Linked DNA regions of Mus musculus: region 1 is linked to region 2. A link is a contact called in public promoter capture Hi-C data. All regions are on one chromosome and are shown on one strand. Each heading gives the region's core, a stretch centred on a gene start, on an enhancer-like site or on the middle of the called end of the contact. The rest is flanking DNA. Distances are from core to core; before and after follow the strand shown. Region 1 holds the start of Rasd1 (RAS, dexamethasone-induced 1). Region 2 holds the start of Zfp39 (zinc finger protein 39).

The links. Capture Hi-C pulls out chosen DNA fragments and counts their contacts.
Region 1: a contact with region 2 is called in a promoter capture Hi-C map of liver. The contact joins the promoter of Rasd1 here to the promoter of Zfp39 in region 2. A contact is called at or near these places in 1 of 39 promoter capture datasets (pre-B cells) and 1 of 9 other capture datasets (liver).

What each region holds. Positions count from the first base shown.
Region 1 is chr11:59,959,111-59,966,721 of GRCm38.p6, forward strand. It overlaps Rasd1 (RAS, dexamethasone-induced 1), which reads right to left and starts at 5,834. Exons shown (of 2, transcript NM_009026.5): 1 at 5,410-5,834; 2 at 4,071-5,256. The coding sequence starts at 5,695. The coding sequence ends at 4,700. It overlaps Med9 (mediator complex subunit 9), which reads left to right. Exons shown (of 2, transcript NM_138675.3): 2 at 1,449-4,196. The coding sequence ends at 1,665.
Region 2 is chr11:58,899,829-58,907,195 of GRCm38.p6, forward strand. It overlaps Zfp39 (zinc finger protein 39), which reads right to left and starts at 4,397. Exons shown (of 5, transcript NM_011758.2): 1 at 4,287-4,397; 2 at 2,915-3,079; 3 at 737-863. The coding sequence starts at 4,289. It overlaps Gm12257 (a long non-coding RNA gene), which reads left to right and starts at 4,518. Exons shown (of 4, transcript XR_879896.2): 1 at 4,518-4,687; 2 at 5,461-5,667; 3 at 6,079-6,827; 4 at 6,969-7,244.

The DNA of each region.
Region 1 (7,611 bases), core at 4,584-7,083, 1.1 Mb after region 2:
ATAGATGCTTTCCTCACCCCAGGACGTCTGTGCTATTTACCACTACCAACTAGGGCAGGTGAATGGCCTACTGCAGAGGTCTGCAGCCCAGCTCCCCTCCGGTGGCTTTCCCCTTGGGTTCTGTTTCTTGTCTGAAGGCTACCCCCTTCCCCCAAAGTTCACCCTGTAAGGAATGGGTATCTGGAGTTTGGAGAGTTTGAGAAGTGAGCGTCTGAAACATGGCCCACACTTTGCTTTCTGAATTAGAATTTCTTTGGGGCTGAGTTATTTTTACTACAGGAATTAATACTATAAACCTCCTTTCCTGTTTTAATTTTGTGGGTTGTTTGTTTTTCTTGTATCTTTCTAGCCTTGTGGTGTAAACCAGTTTTGTTAAAGTGTACTTTAAATTCTGACAGCAGATTAGTGGTGGCCCTCGGTGTCTGCACACTGAGCAGAACTGGTTCCAAAGCTCCTCTGCCTTCTGGCCTTGGGGCTGTGCCTTTGTTCCTAGGATTTGGTTCTTTCGCTTCAGTTTGATAGCAGGAATGGGGATCTCTGCCATGCCAGGGCTGTGAACGGATAGGAATGGTCTGCCTTCAAAATGACCTTGACCCAGAGGAAGGCATCTACAGAGCTGTGCTAGAGGAGAGCCTGTGTCTGCTGAGAGTGTTCCAGTCGCCTGGAGCTGGTTCACAATGTATAACTAGCTCTATAGGAGTTCATCTTTATGTTAACAGGCCTAAGCAAGCACCACAGCTCAGTGAAATGAAGGCCCTGCTAACTGGCAAAGCCTCCTGGTTGGCCTGCAGACGGCCCTGGTCAGGTGAAATGAGTGTTTGACCACGCCTGGTTTTCTTTGTTTTTGGAAGGGTCACCTGATGGTTGGTGATGGAGATGCGTTTAGCACAGCTGCACCTGCTTTCCAAGCACTCATCCTTTTGGCAGGTGGTGTTTTGGAAAGTTCCTGGGTTTGTGTGTGTGGTGTGTGCACACGGTTGAGTGGCAGGGGAAGCAGAGGCGGGCACTTGTGCCCAGCTTCATTACTCTTCCCAGTGTTGTCTTGCACAGAACCTGAGCCTTGCTGTTTCAGCTTCTGAAGTCTGCCTGTTTCTACATCCCCCATCCCACACAAGCCTGAGCTGGGTTTATAGGCATGTTCTTGAGCATAGTGTCCTATGTGTAGGGCCAGGTTGGTGAGACAGTTGTGATGAAGCCTACTTGGTCCCTGCCATCACAGAGTTAAAGTATTTGACTTGTCAAGTATGCTTTTATGAGCTTAAAGCTAAAGAACAAAATAAAACAAATAAAAGACCAATCCTTGTCTTCTGAGGTAGGCAACCTAGTTAGGGAACAGACATGTCTAACATCATTCTAAAAGGTATCAGAGGTGTAGAACAAGGAAGCCATTGTGGAGATGAGCTACACATGCTAATAACTGACTGCCTTCTCCTCCCCCTGTCGCCCAGCATGGACAAGGACAGCCCGGATCTCCACCAGGACCTGAACGCCCTCAAAACCAAGTTCCAGGAGCTGCGGAAGCTCATCGGCACCATGCCCGGCATCCACGTGAGCCCCGAGCAGCAGCAGCAGCAGCTCCACAGCCTCCGAGAGCAAGTGAGGACCAAGAACGAGCTGCTGCAGAAGTACAAGAGCCTCTGCATGTTTGAGATCCCCAAGGACTAGGCCAGCCCCCAGGAGAGCCGCCGCCAGACGGAAAGCATCACGCGGTGCTCCAGCTCCTTGGGAGCCCCGCTCAAAACTGGGAGGCCACATTCAGCTGGTGTGGGGCCTCAGTGCTATCTCAGCCCTGACCATGTCCCAGCAGATCTACAGGGCACAGAGGGAGAGGAAATAGCTGTTCCCTTCTTTCCCTCAGCTCCTCCCACTCCCGATAGCATCAGCATGGTATCAGGTACATACTGTTCCCATTAACAGCAGTTTCATGAAACATTTGCATAGAATTCACGGGGTAAATTAGGCCTGTACTCAGATGGCATGGATTTATTATAATTAAAGCAAGCTGTGAGAGTATGAACATTGTTTTGAAAGGCCAGAGGGTGGGTGGCTTCTCCCTTGAAACAGTTCACTTCCTTTTTTGTTTGAACTACTGAATGAAACTATATCTCTGGGGGCGTCAGCCCAGAGCTCCACGATCTAGCCACCAACTCCAGTTTCCAGCCTCCTGCATGCTAGCCTTATAGGCTCTTGCTCCCTTTATCTCTATCACTTCAGGCAGTGCTCAGAATAGCCGAAGCACTGCTTGCCTGGGGCCCTTTGTCCTTCCCACACTGGCTCAAAGAGGCTGTTAAGGAAGCGGCTCTGCCCTGATTCGTATGCCCTGGCTTACCTCTGTCTCCCCTTTAGCCAAGAAGTCACATTTGCTACTCTGCACATGGTCCCTGCACACTTCTGGTTTGGAGCAAAGTAGCTGGCAGGAGCAATCGGGGCAGTTTCTCAGCCAGGGTTATGTGTGGTTTGAAGGGCGTGGGGAGCTAAGTCTGGAGGTTCCATAGCTGTGTTCTACTTGTAGAGTGTACTCAGCGACTCGCAGGTAGGACACCGTGTTCTCTGTCTCTCAGGGACTGTTACACTGAGGGCACCATGGCCCTTTCCTTCTCAGGGGAAGGTGAGAAGAACCCAGTTATTGTTTGGATCTTGAAATGGGCACAGCCTGGGCTGACCAGCTGAGGACTTAGCAGGTGCCTGCCAACTGGCCTTCTTGGCAGGAGCGCTGGCTGGGGATGTTTGTTAGCAAGCATTCTGGTGGCATTGCCTATCCAAGCTGCCTCACACTGGGACCCGGAATGTGTGAAAGAGGGTTCTGACTTCCAGGTATTTGGGCAGAAAAGTGAGTTTGAGTAGAGGATGCCAGTTAAGCACCTCTGCCTTGGGACTGTTACTGAACTGAATCAGTTACTTGCTGCAAAGTTGAAGCAGTGGCTGGGCCAGTTTTAAGGCTCTGACTGGTTCCTGTAAGCGCAGAGCACATGAAATGCAAGGGCTTCAGCTCTTCCTGACAGGGAAGAAAGAAGGCGTCCTCGGAGGCTTCTGTTCCGTGTGGTGACCTGTCACATTTTCAGATATATAATTAAAAGTGTGGTCTGCTCTCAGGACACATGGTTTGCCTGTTGGCTCTGTCTCAGTGCTTGGATTCAGCCCCTGGAATTACAGGTTTTATAATGAAGAATTAGAGTGGTATGTTGAGTAGGTGGTGTAGAGGGAAATGTTCACTGTGCTCCTTCCACCCAGCATGTGCACCTGTTCAACTAGCACAAAGGCCTGCATGTCTCCTGCAGGGGAACTTGGGGAGCCAGCCAGTCATTGGTGAGAAGTGAGTGCCTTGCTGAGATTTGAGGAGGTGCAGTGCCTTGGAAGTGGCCCTTCCCAAAACAGGGTTGACAGGACACACCCCCATCCCCACCCCCACCCCCACCCCCAAGACACTTTCGAGCATCCCTTGAAGGTCAGAACTCTCTTGGAAAACCAAGTGCTTGGCTCCGCAGCTGCAGCAGTGTTGACTCCTTAGAGACCATATTGACTCCTGACCCTATTTCTCAGCTGCAGAATTGGAGGCTTCAAGGTGACACTTGAACCCTGAGTTGACAGTAGGAGTGGCAAGGAGATCTTGGTCACAAACTATGAGCCCTTAGCCAACAGGGGGATGGGAAAGTGCAGAGGAGCTGGGCCTCCCCTGCTTGAGTGCTTCTGGGAGCTGCACTAGAAGCGAGCTACTTTCCCTGGCCAGGTCCTGGGGCAACCCTGGGGCAAGGGATAAACACAGAGTGCAGGCATCTTCCCAGACACACCTCTCCAGCTCAGCCTCCTTATTTGTGGTAATCAGAGTCGGAGTGTGACAGCTTCCTGTCACCTGCCATGATTAGCAGGTGGCCTGTGGAGGAGAGTATGAATATTCTCCAAAACAAGGCCCCCTGGTATAGGCCAAGTGAGGCAGAGGGTAAACAGAGCCAGGAGGTCTAGAGCAGGTCCCACTTGGAAGTGGGAGGCCATTTTCCGAAAGCCAGGTCCCTCTCCAGTTCTTGGCCACTGGCACTGAGCACTGAGGCAGGAAACCTAAAAGCAAAGCACCATTTTCCGTTTCTAAATTATTTTATTTTAAATAAAAAATAATAATAAAGACCTCACACAATAGAAATGTAGAGATTTTGTTCATGTCACATTGACACTGGAACTATTAAAGTGCAAGTTTTGTGTTTTGTTTTTCTTTTGGGTAATTGCACACACACATGTAAACAAGTCACTTGGCTATGATTGAACACCCCCCCCCCCCACCTCCAGCCAAAGTTTCCAGTTTGCTGAGGACAGAGGTGGCTGACAGCGGCCATGGCAACACCAATCACAGACAAGATAATGCCCTATTATTAGTCCTGCCCTGAAGCGAGCAGGACAGTTACTTTAAGTCTCACAGGCTGATGAACTTCACACGCTTTTTCTCAAACCTCTTGAGAAAAATGCCAAGCGCCCCTCTGCTGGGTCCTGGCATCCCAGAATCGGAGGTGACAGCTCCTGTCTTAGCTAGTTCTCTTTCCTTTCACAGCAGGTGACTGTCCCTTACTGGCTTGGTCTCCCCGGGCTGGGTCTCAGGGAGGGAAGGAGAAGGCCAATTGGCGCTCCTGTGGCACGGACCGCTAGTCCAGGAATCCGATTTGACTTTTGAACAAAAAAGGTCCTCAGGTTGTGTGGCTGACCCTGGGGGCTCCTAACTGATGACACAGCGCTCCTTGTCCTTAGCCTGGCTGCCGACACTGGTTTTTTCACGAATGTACATGAGGTCGCTGTGCACGCTGGGTCTGCGAGCAAAGGGCGCCAAGATGCCAAAGGCATCGCCGTGGTCGCCCCCGCCTCCGCTGCCCGCACGCAGAAGCTTCTTGTTCCTCAGAGCCTTCTTGTGCAGTACGTCGCAGTACTGCACAGATACCTTGCGGTGCAAGTCGGGGCTCATCTCGCTAGGCAGCTTGGCCATGGCAAAGAGCGCACGGAACATCTGGTCCAAGCTGCTGTTCTTCTTGGCTGAGATCTCGAAGTAGGCACAACGCTGAGGGTCGTCACCCACCAGCTGCTCAATCTCCCGCTGCTCTACTTCCCGGTAGAAGTCCCGGTCCCCTTTGTTACCGCAAATGACCAGCGGCACGTCCACATTCTCTTTGGTTTTGTTCTTGAGACAGGACTTGGTGTCTAGGATCTGCTGTTTGAGCCTTTGCACCTCTTCGAATGAGTCGCGGTTGTCTAAGCTGAACACCAGAATGAAAACGTCTCCTATAAGGGAACGAGTGGGAAAGGTGAGGACAGCTGCCAGGCACAGAGCTGCAGACACCCCAGGTGAAGGGGCAAGCCCCAAGCACAACACACCAGCCCCATCCACTCCCCTCAAGACTCCGGTCCCCCTATCCCCGTCGACTCCCCACTCACCTGTGAGGATAGAGAGGCGCCGCATGGCGGGAAACGGATGATTGCCGGATGTGTCCAGTATGTCCAACTGGTAGACTTCGCCGCGGATCGAGTAAAACTTTCGGTGGAAGTCCTCGATGGTAGGGGTGTAAGCATCCTCGAAACGGCCCGTGAGGAAGCGCGACACAATGGCCGTCTTGCCCACTTTGGATGAGCCGAGGATGACCATCCTGTAGCAGTTCTTGGCCGGGATACTCAGTTCAGAGTCGCTTGGGCACATCTTCTTGATCATCGCGGCCAGTTTCATTGGGTAGAGGGGCCCCAGGGGCGGATGCGTGGCCGAGAGAAGGTAGAGAGAGGGCTGCAGAGAACTCCGGAGTGACGGAAGAGCTTGGCTTCGGGACTGCGCGAGCTGGTCTGGGCTCTTGGGTACAGACAGCAGGCTCAGGCTTTCCGCGCCCCACACCGCCCTTATATTCAGTTGGCCGAAGCCCGGCCAGGCACCTCCCAGCTAAGGTGCGTCACGTCCCGCCCCCGGACGCGCCCAGCTCCTCCTAGACGCAGCGACCTCCGCCTTGGAGCCTGAGGCTCCTCTTCAGACCTACGTGCGCTGAAAGGAAAACTAAATCCAAACTACGGCCAGTGGGATCCGGCGCTTCCCACTTTTGGCCGCAGAGGTCCTGGCTGTGCCTTTGATTCACTTACCTCTGGGATCTCCATTCTCTTAACACTAGTGCACAGACACCCACTTTTCTTGGGCCTTAGTTTCCCCAAAAAATATTATCTGATGATAGCAACAGATTTGCTGGACATTTGCCCCAGGGCCAACCCCTTAGGTCCCCGGACTCTTGGTGCTCTCCTGGGCTTAGTGTCCGGTGTTTGTGGGTTTTCTATGTTATCGTCCGCGCTTTGCGCTTCAGCCACCAGAGGGAAGCAGGGAGCCCCACGGACCCGCTGGGATGCCTAAGGTTGTGGCCACTCTGGAGAGGGGCAGGAGGCTGGCTGGGGACCCTGACGGGGAGCGCTGTCATGGACTTCCTGTGCTCTACTTTCCCAACTAGAGAGAATCTGATCGATGGGGACCTCAGTAGAGGAGAGTCTGTACCTGACTTCATACTTCGAGACAAGCCCCTTTAAAAAAAAAAAATCAAAACAGGCCAGAGTACCTACAGCCTCCTATGGCTTTCGGGACTTTCCCCTCTCGTGGGCCAATTCATCGTCATTTTGCACTGAGGTGGCTGACTGGGGCCGATGATCTCAGAGGAGGCCTGGAAGCACAACCTTCACTGTAGTTCAGTTTCCCTTTCTGAAAGATGACACTGGTTCCTTGATTGTAAAGATTAAGTACAAACACGTTCCGAGACCAGGGCCTGGTCAGAACAATAAAAGTATAGTATCAGGGAGGCTGCCTAGGGGAGGAAGCCGGTGGCAGGTTGATCAGTAACCAGGACTGAGTGATGCTTGAGGAGAAACGGGACGCGTCTGCTGCTTGTAACTGACGACACAGGTGAGCTGTGTTTATTCTGCTCTGACCTCGTCTTATTTAGGAGAGGCCCAGAGACCGAGTGGCTGACAAATGCCCCTTGCCCATCCAGGCAGTCTTGGTGTCCCACAGGCAGGGCTAAAGTCATTCCCACCCATCCAGATGCTTGCACTATGATCCAGGATTTCAACAGAAACCCAGTCTCTAGATCAGCAGTGGGCATCCTGCCTGGAGCCCATGCAACGTAGGTGTATTGATTTGGTGGTCCCTGTGCTAAATGATAATGCTCTCCCTGGAGACAGAGAAGCAACACTCTGCATTTAACAGATGGGGGAACTGAAGCACAGGGAAGCACGCTGCTGGCCACCTGGCTCCCAGTCTTCCCTTCCTCCCCTCTGCCTGTGCCCCCACAACAGAGCCCACTACACAGGCTGCTGCGGTTGTCTGGCCCGTTTCAATCTAGCAGGATATCCATATTCACTCCCCTTCCTCCCAGGCTGCTTCTACATCCATATCAATTGAGGAACCCGGGACTCATCAGCTAGATCTAGGACAGGCCAGTTGGGGTGAGTCCTTCACCTCCTGGTTCCTGCCCTTGCCCCTGCTCCCCTCCCTTCACCTGGGGTGTCTGCCCTCATCTGGGAGAAGGACCTGTGCCTCAGCCAAACACAGGACTGCTGCATTCAGTAATAAGCATAGAGTGTCACTGCAGGAAGAGGCCTCTTAAGGGGGCAAGTAAT
Region 2 (7,367 bases), core at 3,147-5,646:
AGCTATATGAGCTCTTGTCTTTTTAAATATATATATATTTAATATATATATATTTATTTATGGGCTGGAGAGATGGCTCAGTGGTTAAGAGCACTCATTGCTCTTCCAAAGGACCTGAGTTCAATTCCCAGCAAACACGTGGCAACTCCCAACAGTCTGGTGCTATCTTCTGTTATATATGCAGACAAAGTACCCATATACATAAAATATATAAATAAATAAATCTTTTTGTTAAAAAAATGTATAAGGGAATATTATTTACTAACAAGCCCAAACTTATCTCGGGTTGGAACTGAAGGACGTTTTTGCTAAGTTAACTAAGTCAGGCATGGAAGGACAAACATTGCACATCCTTGTTTATATGTGGAAGACAAACTGGCACTCACAGAAATAGAAGCAAGAGCGGGTGACAATGCCGATGAGAGTGTGTGAGGGAGGGACAGAGAGAAGACGGTTGATGCACGCAGGGGTGCAGCTGGATAGCCCTGTAACTTTCAGTTTTCTACAGCACAGAAGCATGACCATGCTTAAAATGATCCCGTGCCACAAAATAGCTAATAGAGGATTTAAATGCTTGCAATATAAAGATGTGAGATGTCTGCATAGACCTGCCAATTTCTGGAGGTAGGTTTATACACACACACACACACAATGTGTAGCTAAACAAACTTCAGATGTGGTTACTGTTCTTACTAACAAAGGAAGTGTTTGTAATACTGCTGGGGACTTCACTCACCCAAGGACTCCAGGCTGCTGTAGGTCTCCAGCATCACGTCCCTGTAGAGCTTCCTCTGACTGTCATCCAGGTCCTGCCACTCATCCCAGGTGAAGTCCACAGACACATCCTCAAATGACACCAACCCCTGTAATGAGACATTTCTCCTCAACTCAAAATTTTGAGCCTAGCAAAAGACAAGACCCTGTCTACAAAACTCAAACATCCTCAGAAAGAGCCACATCTCTGAGCACCAGCACCATATAAGATGTGCCAACCAAGTTAAATGTCAAGAGAAAGATGAGGGTTCTGATGTCCTTATCATTTAGAAGTAAAAACACCTGAGACTCTCCAGTAAAGCATTTCCAATAGAAATCTTAATGAATTAAAACTGTACAAATATTAAACTCCACATGTGAAAATATTTATAAAAGGTGAGGGATATTCTAAAAAAAAATCAGTAAAGAGAGTACCATATTCATGGAATATAACTTTATAATCATAAAGACACTGACTCTCTGGAGATAAATAAACTAATTTGGTGCAATGGAAGCATCAAATTCATAAATGTATCTCAGAATTCTTATAGAGAACTGAAGAAGCAAAAATAGGGTGTGATTAGTTCTGGCTCTGTTTGCCCCAGTGCAGGTCCCTCCCTGCATTGGCAGCTCTGGGTTTCTATAATATACACTACATTTTCTGTTCTGCAGGATCCAGATAGCAGCTGACTCAGTGCCTGCCAAGGCTCCTCCCAGCTTGCTTATACAGGCAACCTCCCTGAGGTGTCCTCACACAGTGCAGTGAGTGAGGAAGATCTCCCTCCCTCTTCTTTTAAAGGCCATTAGTCCCATCAGGTCAGGGATTAGCATCCTTTTAACCAGTTACCTTCAATGAGCCCTATCTTAGATAAAGTGGCATTTGCTTTTAGTGGTCAGCCTGGCCATATAAATCTGTCCACAGCAAGCTTGCCATCCCTACCTCTGATGGAAAAAGTCAAATACCTACTTGTAGTCAATCCAAATGATCGGATTTACAATCTCCCACTTAGCTTGGCTTGACCAAAGAGCGTGTGCATGGGGACCACAGGAGAGGCTCAGATACAACTCCTCAGAGCCGCCTTCCCTCACACCAGGGAATCCCCAGCCTCCTTGCTCAGGGCCTCAGATCCCAGATCCCCCTCTTTAAATACCCATTGGTCCAGCAGATGGGGTCCTGGAGTAAGGACAGTGGGAGGTCAGTACCTGCCGCTCCACTTTCAGATGCCCCCTCTGTGGACTTCGTTCTTCTAACTATAGCAGTGGAGACACTAACACACATCTGAGTGTGTAGGGCTCATTCTGAGGAAATCTGTAATGACGTAAACGACAAAAACACAATCCCTACCTCCTCCTACGCAAGTGCAGGCCCCCCTGAGCCAAGAGGGAATCTGAAGAGGCCACATCTGACAACCCCAAAACAAACCATATAGTCTAGTCTTCCACAATCAAGACGTAACATCTTTCTTAAGATTTGGATTTTTTTTTAATATTTTTGAATATTCTGCTTTTGATATCAACTACTGGAATTGTTCAGCTTCATTTCTGGACTGTTCCTTTGTGTAGAGAAACACAGTTGATTTTATTTCTGACCCCTGTTATTTTGCTCAACTTTTTCATGGGTCCTATTTGTAATGAACGGAGTGCCAGCTCATCTCCAAACGCATGCGGTTATGACCCTCTTCCTTCCAATTTACATGACCCTTAGTCGTGCTGCCTAGGCTGCTGCCAAAGGTTGTGGAAAGTACCTCTAGGACAGTGACAACAGAGGCGGTGAGGATGGAGATGTCTTATTTCTAGTCTCAGGAAATAGAAATGCTGATTATTTTAATCAAGTGTGACATTAATTACAAGCACAATGTTGTATCTCTCCATCACATACAGAGGTCTAAGGACAAATTGTGGGACCTGGTTCTTTCCTCTCACCATAAGGGTCCTGGAGATCTAACTCAGGTCGTCAGGACTGAGTCCTTTACCCACTGATCCATCTGGACGGCACTCTTGTGGATTTTCAATTGTTGATTGCTATGGTGTGTTACACTAAATCATGTTTAAATAAAGAGTACATTGCATACTTATAATTTCATACCACTGTTTCTAGATAAGGCAAGGGAATAAGGAAGATAACACGCACATACATGACCTTCTCTAGTTCCCCATTTACCTTTACTGGTGCCTTGTGTTTTCTTGCTCTATTCCGCTGGGTCCGTCTCCAGTAACTGTAGGTGACTGGCCTCTTCTTGTAGCTTCTCTTACGCTTTCTAGTTTCAAGACATCGACTGGGGAGTTGACTCAAGGAGTTCTCCACACTGTCAGGCTGCAAGTTCCTCTATAAAGCAATGTTGGAGATGCCATGTGAGTGACTTAGAGCCACCTCTGTGCCGGACACACTGCAACCACACATGAACTAAAGCAAAATTCAAAGGAACAACACCCCACTCTCGTCTCCAGCAAAGGAGTCACTGTCATCTTGTGCTCTTGGCAAATGCAGTGCCCCCAGTACACAATTCAAACTTTCTGCTGTCATAAAAGTAAATGCTGGAAAATGCTTCAAAACAATTGTTAGACAATATCACAACACACCAAGTACTGACACAAGCTTTGCTATACCATTTACAGTATTTATAAAAACTTAAGTTTCTTCCTTCCACATGACATAGTATTAGAAAGACACTTCCAAGAGTATCAACTTGAAACTTATAGATTCCGTGGTATATAATGTAAATTATAGCTACAGACCAGTCAAAGAGGCAGGAATTCTGACTTGTTCTACTAACTGTTTTGAGTTCTATTTGAGATTTTACGATGTTAGGGGAAATGGGGATTTTAAATGGAGTTTGAAATTTTTCTGTGCCCCATTGTAAAGAAGGGCACAGATTCTTTTGATACCCACAGCCACACTTAGGACTAACTTCCTACAACTCTGCCCCACCAGTAATGCAGGGGTTAATCTACTCATGAGGCCAGAGTCATTGGAATGTCACCTTTGGAACGGCCCTCACACAGCCAAGAGTGTGTTTTTAATGTAGGCAGCAGTCAATCCCATCGAGCTGACAGTTGGTTACCAAGTACATACACTTCACAAATAGGTGTCTCCAGAGCCATAGGGAGCAGATACATCATTACGGCAAAGGACGTGAATCCAGTGTGGAAGAGAGAGACGCTGCACGTGCTCTCTCACTACACTCTCCACACAAGCCAGTACAGTAAGAGCCTTGCTGATAATGCGGAGGCCAGGAGATGCCCCAGCCCAGGCTCACGCCACACCTCAGGCTGCTCCAGCATCCAGGGCTGTCACTGCTTGACAGTGAGACACCGGACACAGCAGCTGTGGCACCGGAGTCTGGACCAAGAGAAGAGTGCGGCTGAGGACAAGTGTCCCTGCAGAGTCAGGGAGTGTGGCGGCTCAGCCACGTCAAGACCTAGGGAGACAGCCTGTGGGCTCAGCCCTGCATAGGCCTCGCAGAGCCGAACCGCCTGCACAGGGCAAAGCGGAGGAAACCGGAACCCTGCCGGTTCCTGCGGGCAGCACTCACCATGGCGCCCCCGTCCGCCTCCGGCAGCTGACTGGCCTGAGGCACCCGGACACCCCAGCTCAACTGACCGATCAAATGTAAAGATGGCGCGAGACAAAGCCCCCGCGAACTAGCGAACCCGCCAAGGCCCGCCCCTGTGCCCGGGCTGCGCTCCTGATTGGACCGCCCCTCAGTCCCCGCCCCATCATCGTGCCTTGATTGGCCACAGATAGCACCAATCGATGACTTGAGAAAGGCAGACTACCCCAAAAAGTGGCTGCTGCGAAATATTTTCAGTTTTGTTTTGTATTTTGTTTTTCAAGACAAACCCACGCTGGCCTCGAACTCATGGCAGTCCCTCTGCCTGGGCTCCAAAGCGCTGAGATTACATGAGTTGACCGCTATGCTCCCCTTGTCCGAAGGTAAAGCTCACTCCAGGTGGATGACGAGATTAGCATTTAGTTCATTATGTGAATTATGTCATGTGAATTATGAACTGTACATAGGAATATATTATTCACAAATGTAAAGAAAACGATGACAATTATTTTTAAATTTCAAATAACGTTTTCTTGTGTATGTATGTGTGTGTGTGTGTGTGTGTGTGTGTGTGTGTGTTTTGTCTTTGATCTTTGGCCCCAGAACTTTTGAATAGAGAAGCTGACAGAAATCAAATAGAAACTATCTGTTAACGAGAATGTCAAGTACAAATAAAATGTGACACACATTGTCATTTAAATTTTCCTGGAATTCACATTGAAAAATTAATCTGACTGTATTAATAGGAAATATAAGCCCCTCAAAGAGCACCCAGTGGCCAGGCCCTGCCCCTGAGGCCCTCCAACCACTAGGCTCCACCTACAAAACGTTCTATAGGCCAAAACTGCAGGTTAAGCTCCGCCCCATAAGAAAAAAAAAAAAAACCCTTAAGCTCAGAACTTCAAATCTCACCAACCCCTGAGCTTGCCCCAAGATCCGGACTTCAAATCCCACCAATCCTCATCCTGGAAAGCTCTGTGCCCGCCCCCTTCCCCAAGAAACCCCTTAAAAAGTCCACCTCCAGCTCCGTTGCTCCTTGCTACTTCTTTCCAGAGCAGAGGCAGCTACCTACTTGTGTTTTGTCCGAATAAATCTCTTGTTGTGAGGTTTGTTGTGTGGTGTGACTTTGTGCTGTTCTTTGGCTCCCATCTGCCAGGACACTTTTCCCCTCGGAACTGTAACATTTATGGTGTCCTGACCTGAAGAGGCTCCTCCTCCTGTCTGTGCACCCCCTTGGGGTCTGAGCCATATTGGGACCCATCCTTCACCTCCAGTCCATCTGCAGCAGACTGGCGTTCTGACTCACGGATAGCTCAGCGCCTCCCCTCTCAGCCCCCCAGGCCCCATCCACCAGCGGCATTAGGTAAATTTCCCATTCGGTCAGTTCAAACACTTCCCTGAGTCTGCGGAAGTGGCTATTGAGTTATTTGGCGCCCCTCTGGTACTCTTGGAGGCAGAGGTACCCCCCCACACCCCCAGCCACGGTCTTTGAGGCTACGGCTGGCTCTCTTCACCTGCCCCCTCCTCCTGAGAGCTACAATCTTGCAGTGTTTAGGCCCACAGGAGCTATTGGGCCCCTTCCTGTCTTCTTTCCCTACCTTTCCTTCAGAGCTGATCATAAATACACAGCCCCTCTAGGGCCTCGTAGCTTTTGTGACCCTGCTTCTGATTCTTCCCTGTGGATGAGACAACTCCCCTCCCCTCCCTCTAGAGTTTAGTTCTCATCCTCACCTTTGGGCTGCTACAACAGCCCTGGTACTAAGTCTCTCCTCAGGTTTCGCCAGGCTAAGCCCCTGGCCCCTGTTGGATGTGCTGACAACCCACTTAACGACTTGGTCCTCCTGGCTTGTGTCTTCCTCTGGTCCTCCCTGAATCCTGGGGATGCTTGTGACTACAGACTACGGTGACATTTTTCCTTCCTACCCCCTCTCTTATCCATGGGAGCAGTATCGTTCGTACCCTCTCATTCCCCCTCAGCACCCGAACTGAAAAGCCCTAAACTTGTGCACCTTTGCAGTAAAACTTGACCTCGATACCCTATCTATAATCTATCAAAATGGTCACCTGATAGCACCCCAGATGCCGATATTATTCGATATCCACAACTGCTGTGAGCAATCAAGGAAATAGAGAGAGAGATTCTCTCTGTCCAAGATTTCTCTCGCCTCCACTCCAAGCCTTCTCTCTGTTCTTCCGGTTCCCCAACTCAGCTCCTTCTAGCTATGAAGTCTGGACAAGATGATGCCTTAACTACTTTTGATGCAGCTAATGTGCCTGCCCGCAATCAGTCTCTACCCACAGCTCCCTCTCCTTCATCCCTTTCGGTTTCCCTTTCTCCTCTCCCAGTGACAGGTCATTTGGGGCAGTGGGCTGCTCACAGACAGCCTGGTCTCCAAAGGTCTGGAACCCAGGAACCCTATGGGTGGTGATTTCTACCTACATGGGACAGAAGATGTTCGATCATGTCTCCTGCGCCCCTGGCTCCCGTAGAAGTTACCGCCCCAGCAACCCCACTCATGAGAGGTGTGTGGCCATCAGTCACATAGGAACAGCACCAAGCCTTCCCACGTGCAAATAAGTTTCCCCCAAACTTCAGTCCAAGCCAATGAGAGGTACCTATGGTCGAACCCTGAATCACCCCCAACTGTATATAAATTTATCCAGGGAATTAAAGGTGTGCTGCAACACTTGGGAAGAGATCTGCTCTCCGGAAGTGCTGCCTGAGGTTCCAACGCACTCCTCACTGGATATTCGGCTTCTCATCGGTCCAGCCTGACCTGACTCAGTGCAGGGCGGCTCGGGGTTACTGAGTGGCCTGGAGGCATGGCTGAGACTTCGTCTCCCTGCCTGCACTTGCTTCCCTTCGCCAGAACCCTCGCACCAGGCCTGGCCAGAGGTCTCCATTGAAAACCTCTGGTGGTGCTGGTGAGATGGCTCAGTGGGTAAGAGCACCTGTCTGCTCTTCCGAAGGTCCGAAGTTCAAATCCCAGCAACCACATGGTGGCTCACAACCATCCGTAACAAGATCTGACTCCCTCTTCTGGTGTGTCTGAAGTCAGCTAC